Regions from separate parts of the Gossypium hirsutum genome. Here region 1 is linked to region 2. Evidence: chromatin contacts called from public Hi-C data. All regions are on one chromosome and are shown on one strand. The core of a region is the stretch at or near the end of the contact, and the rest is flanking DNA. Distances in the headings are between cores, read along the strand shown. Region 1 holds the start of LOC107934229 (F-box/kelch-repeat protein At1g74510). Region 2 has its middle 8.9 kb from the start of LOC121203832.

Region 1 (2,966 bases), core at 220-2,719, 35 kb after region 2:
TCAGGACAGTTACCTTTCTTCTTCATTATATGCAAAACTGATCAGTCAATAAGGAAAATAACAACCCTCAGTTACTGCATAATAAAGATATACTTATTTAGCTACATGTTCATTTAAAAAAAAAGAATGATAGCATCACAAATTGTGATTTCAGATATCATAAAATTCCATAAAATCCAATAAGTAAATGAATGTGTAGTTCCTGTAGAAACTAACAGCTGAATATCTCACAAAACCCTATTCGTATGTAGCACAAGGAATTCCAAAAAGAACTCAATTTAAAAGACAAAGAATAGGACAGTTCTATCAACCCAAAACTAAGAAGGATCATAACTAACAAAAGACAAAGACAAAACAATGCAACCATTTTCAAGAATGATAGATCATAAGTCTTGTTTATCATCTGAAACAACTTGCATAATAAGAACAATCTTGTAATCAAAACCAAGAATATTTAATAAATTAATAAACAAATACACAAAACATTTAGTACTCATAAGCAAAGCTGAACTCCACCACATTAGTAAGCAATGATAATTATCTAGAATTCAGATCTTTTCAATTCACACCTATGGGGACTACGGAGACATGAAAAGATAAGAAGTACAGAAAAGCAGAGAAATTCATTAAGAGGCAATCACATGTTACAGTTTTCATCAAATCAGCAGTGGAAACCAAATCTAAATTTGGCTCCAAAAAGGCCAAAACAAAGATCTACCCTTCACTGAAATCAATACAATTAGACATTAAAAAAATCACCTTTATTTCAAAAAAAATGACCACTACCCAGAAAGGAAATAAAAAAAGGTAGCATAAATAAATAAAAACCCATAAGCTTTAACAATGAAAATGAGAAAAAAGAAGAAAAAGAACCAAGAAGCCATCGTAAAAGAGAATGAGAAAAATGTCTTACAAATTGGATAAGAAAGAATGAAGATTTTAGCTTGTTGCCCTCCGATTCTCTCTGAAAATCAGATTAACAAAAAATTAAATAAATAAAAACTCAATTTGCTGCAGATTATCTCTCACAAAGAATAGCAGATAATAGTTTATATTCGCTTTGCGAGAGAGAGAGAGAGGTTATATAAAAAAAAGGGGTTAAGGGAAGTGGATTCACATAGGTAAAAGGAAAAAAAGGATTAAAACTTAAATAATATATAATATTCATTTAACAGAAAGGGAAAGAAATATGGGGTCTACAACGGCTAAGGAAGAGGGAGTCGCCGTTTAAAAATTGCGGCCCCAACGCCAAATCAACCCAAACCCAAGGTCGACAATTCGAAACCGCTAACGGCCGTTTCTGCACGTGTTTCAACTCCAACCCACGCTTTGGACAAGTACACTCCTTGCGTGCGTGCGTGGCTCTTCCTTTATTTCTTCTCTCTCACTTTTTTCATCCTCTCTTTCTATTTCCCTTTCTCTTTTTCAGTTTTGTTTTTGTTGGGAAGTAAACTAACCTCCATATAAATCCGAAGGATCAACCCGAAGCTAACGACAGTAGTCAAGAAATCAGTCGAAACATGCAAATACAAGAGAGCAGTGCCGTAACTATAGATCCTCCTATATCTATATATAAATGTTGATTTATCAAGAATAAGTAAAAGAAAAATTACTTTAAATTATTAATTCATCATAATTCATCATCAGAGATGGCTTAGAGCCAATAGTTCATTATTTAATGGATTTTTTTATTTTAATTCTCTATCCGAGAGTTATTAGTATTTACCAAATCTATTCTACGGAAGGCTATTGGATCAAATAAAAACACAATCAAGTTATTTATGCGATTCTTTTACTCAGAGAGATAATCTATTTTTTTAAACATCTTACAAATAGTTATTTAAGTCCCATCTCACACACTTAGGATCTAGATCTCTTGCTATTAATCTTAAGCATCATACAAATAATGATTTAAATCTCATTATACACACTTAAAATCTCTTTTTACAAAACGTGTTTTTCAAGTCCCGATTAGCTACTCTCCAATAATGGATCGGATGATATGGCATTTTAGTTCAAATGGCAAATATAGTGTAAGGTCGGCATACTGTGTTGCTCTTGATATGTGGTTGGATCAATCGTATCAATCGTTATTGGATGAGAACACAATTTGGACAAAGCTATGACGATGTAAGATTCCGTTAAAGGTTAAAGGACTTTGTTTGGTGTTGTCTGAAGCACTTTTTACCTACACAAGTTCGTTTGAATGAGAAGGGTATTTTGTTATTTTCCTCATGTAACTGATGTGGTGAGGCTGAAAGTATGGATCACATTTTGCTCTTTGTCTATATGCGCAAGCAATTTGGAGTGCAGTTGGTTTTTCATCCAGTCAATCAATAATGATTGACATATTTTGCAAGCTTATTGACTTGGCAACTCTTAAGCATCTACAACATGTATTGATGCTTTCTTAGATGATATGGTCTAATCGCAATTACTTTGTTTGGAAAAGGGAAGATGTGGTTGTTGCATCAGTCATTCAGGTTGCTGATGCTTTTTGGATCCATTGGCAATAGTTGATAGAGGTGTTTGTTGCGGCTGATGCAAGTGGTGACCAAGTAACATCCCGAATTAGGGTCTAGTTGGAACAGTGGTTTTGAAACAACAAATTCAAAATGAAAATAATTATTTTATGATTATTTGATGATCTATGACATGACTGCATACGTGTGTGAAATTTTCATGAAGAAATTCTATGCTTAAGATGTCCAATTCGACTTTAGGGACTAAATTGAATAAGTTGTAAAACCTGTGTTCTAGAAGTTTCAAGCATGAAATTGCATTAGATTATTAATTAGAGGTTATTAAATAGCAACTTGACCAAGTTCTAAAATTTTGGACAAAACTGGGCATGAATAGGAAAATTTTGAAAGAAATGTCTTAAGGGCATTTTGGTCATTTGGTTAATAAAAGAATAAAAAGGGAAAAATTAAGAAAAAATGTTGTCCATCTTCTCTAAGGGTGCC
Region 2 (3,022 bases), core at 446-2,945:
CCATGTTAGCTTAGACTCATCAGAGAAATTATTATCATCTCGAATCCACTTCTCACACTTGACCTCACCATCAACTGCAGATATAAAGAAGTAAACACTTCTGTGCCATGAAAATGAATTGTGAAAATAAAGAAGACCAATACAAACAAATATGAAAAAAAGAAAAGGTCTACACAGAAGGTATATGATTTAATTGCAGAACAAATATAATAGGTTTTAAAAAGGTTTTGTGGGCAATCTACAGCCCCCCAGACACAAGAGTACAACTCCTTGATACTTAATTTGAGTTTAAAGATTCCCGTTTGCTTCTAATATGCATGCATAAATAGCCTATATTTTGATTAAACCCAATTAAAAGTGGAACCCCCATCAAATTTGGAAAGGATATTTTAAAAAGCAAATCCCAGCAAACTAATATTTCCTCACAGCAGAATAAGTCGAACATGCTAACTATAATATCACAAGTCACAAGCAATAGCAAAACTCAAATATCACCAGCATGCATGCCATGATCCAGCAATTAAAAAAAAAAACAGAAGAGGAAAAAACACATTCGGGAATTGTATTTACAAATCAACATAGCAACTTATCCTTTCATCATGTAATTCTAATGAATGAATTGACAAAGAACTTCCGTTCGATATGGTAATTCTAGACACAGCCCACGACCAAATAATTATTCTATTCATAAAATTCTAAGAAAATAAACAACGCTAGACGAATTAAATATGTAACAACGAGGTTCCAGGATGTCTTCCCCACATCACCTTAGATTGGTTTGATGGAAGGTGCACCTGCATTGTATGTGACAAATTCTTGAAGGACCGATGGATGCTTAAAGAGGACAATACCTTTGATGTAAGCGAATCCTAAAACCTGGTCTTTACAAAATATTTCCTAGTTTCAAGAAGGTAAATGTTACAAACTATCAACAAAGTAAGAATCAAATACTGAAAAAGCAAATTCAACAAAATTCTTTTGATCATGAAAACCAATTCTCCCCCTATTAGTATGTGAATCAATTCAGTTTCCTATGAGTTGCAAGTACAAAATAACAATCTATTAAGCTAAACACTACTAAAAACTTCATCTCTAAGCAAGTTACTGAAATACAAGTTGAATCAAGTAAAAACTAAAAAAGAAAAAGAGAGAAGTGAAATCACCAGTCTCATCATAAGCCTCAGATTTCCACCCTTCACAAAGTAAAGCAGATCCCCACTGCATCCTAAAACATGTGTTTAGCTCAATCACCGGCTTCCTATTCCAATCCCCTTTCAACCTGGGATTAAAATGAAGAATTCGCGGTGGTTCCTCCCCGTCCACCGTCCTCAAACCCTGCAGTTCCATGATAAACTGCGAAAAAGCAACTTTTGATTTCGTCCTCGGATGTGCTCCTCTCGGTTTCCCCACTACCGTTACGTAAGACCCTAAAGTAAGCCCGCAAGGCAGCTCCATGACGTTGCCATGGTCCAAAAACTCCGACGCTGATAAAGAAACTAAATGCGGACACCGTTCGGATCCATTGTTAACGTTCTCGGTAGAGTCAATTACAAAATTCCTTGATTCGAGTTCTTCCCAGAGCTTTCTCCCTAGTTCCCAAGCGAATTTTGCAGACTTATGGAGCTCCAAAGACCTGTCTTTGGTAGTCGGGTCGAAGGTTTTGGCATCAAAAGACAAATTGGAAATGAACCGACCCTGATATTTGAGTTGTCGACGATGATGTAGAAATTGAGCTGGGGGAGGGGAGCTTTTGGAAACCCAATTCACGGGACGAATCGGGGAGTCTTTTTCTTGAACATTAACCTCGCGGGATAGTCCGGGAAGCCGAGTAAACGATTCTTGAGACAAACTACCGAACTCGGTTAAGAACACGAACGGGATCTCGACACTGACCAATACTATGTACAAGAAACCAACAATTATTAGAATCTGAACAAATCGTTGTTTTGTCAATGAAATGAACATGTTGAACCTGTTCTATTTGTCTAGCTTGGATGATCTTAATTTCTTCGTTTCTCCGAAAAAAAATCCCCACCAAGAAAACAGAGGATCAATATACAGAGAAAAATATGAAAATTTTAATAGATTTCTTTTTTTTTTTTGGGGGGGGGGGGGGAACGAGGACAAGCAAGGAATTAGACTAGCAAGCAAAGGCGAAAAAAAGACAGCGGGAGGTCGATCGGTAATAATAAATAGAATCAAAAGTATTAGAGGGGATTTGGTACGTTAGAAACTTCTCATTTTTCAATAATTTAATTAATTGAATTGTGATTTTAATATTTAATTTCAAAAAATGATTTTTTTTCGAAAAGTGATTCTCATAAAGGATGATAAAGTTAAATTTTCATGTAAATGGAAATAAAAAAAATAAATTATTAAGAAATAATTGGTTAAATTTGAAGCATATGTCTAACTTGAAAAAAAATTGAGTTTTAGGTCATTTTTGTGATATTTAGGGAAATAGACTGATTTGGGAGAGAAATGTATTTTCAACTTAGGTGGCAAAAAGCATGCTCTACTAGACATGTTTTTCGTTTCTCTCCATTTTTTTTTTGGTGATTGTGATAGTTTTGAGATATATTTGAGTTCACGATGATGCGATAGCACTTGGAGACCCATATATTTTATCTATCATGTCGAGATGGAACCATCACCTTAGAAGCCTATCGCATTGCAACTCAGAATCTGAGCTCAAGATGCTTATACGGTCACGGGTTGAAGTATAACTATAACTCCTAATTGACGGTGGTTATGCAGTCACGAGTTGGAGTATAACCCAGGAGCCTAGTTGATAGTGCTATGTGGTCCCGAATTCAAGTTTCATAATATCGGAAAAAGATGCTTCATAAACCTCATACGTAAGTTTGAGACCATAATCATAGTGAAAAATAAAATGGGTTTTCCAGTATAATCAACTTATTCATTTTCTCTATCTTCACCAAAAGAAGTATCATTAACTTAATTTTCTACAACCTTTAGCAAAGTTGGGGGCAAAAGGACTTTTAGGAGGTGAGTAATTATG

Evidence for each region. A called contact is a pair of places that touch in the nucleus more often than the background predicts.
Region 1: a contact with region 2 is called in a Hi-C map of fibers, with 1.8 times the contacts expected there. The contact joins the promoter of LOC107934229 here to the enhancer-like site in region 2. A contact is called at or near these places in 6 of 34 Hi-C or Micro-C datasets (callus, cotyledon, fibers and 2 more).

What each region holds. Positions count from the first base shown.
Region 1 is chrA07:10,042,290-10,045,255 of Gossypium_hirsutum_v2.1, forward strand. LOC107934229 (F-box/kelch-repeat protein At1g74510) reads right to left here and starts at 1,470. Exons shown (of 5, transcript XR_005930314.1): 1 at 914-1,470; 2 at 1-37.
Region 2 is chrA07:10,006,611-10,009,632 of Gossypium_hirsutum_v2.1, forward strand. It overlaps the pseudogene LOC107934241. Among protein-coding and RNA genes, the nearest start is that of LOC121203832, 8.9 kb to the right of the region's middle. Within about 2 kb of position 1,696, at least 6 of the 9 cell types and tissues checked have an H3K27ac peak or open chromatin away from gene starts, as enhancers often do. A contact at or near this core is called in cotyledon and fibers, where this site is marked.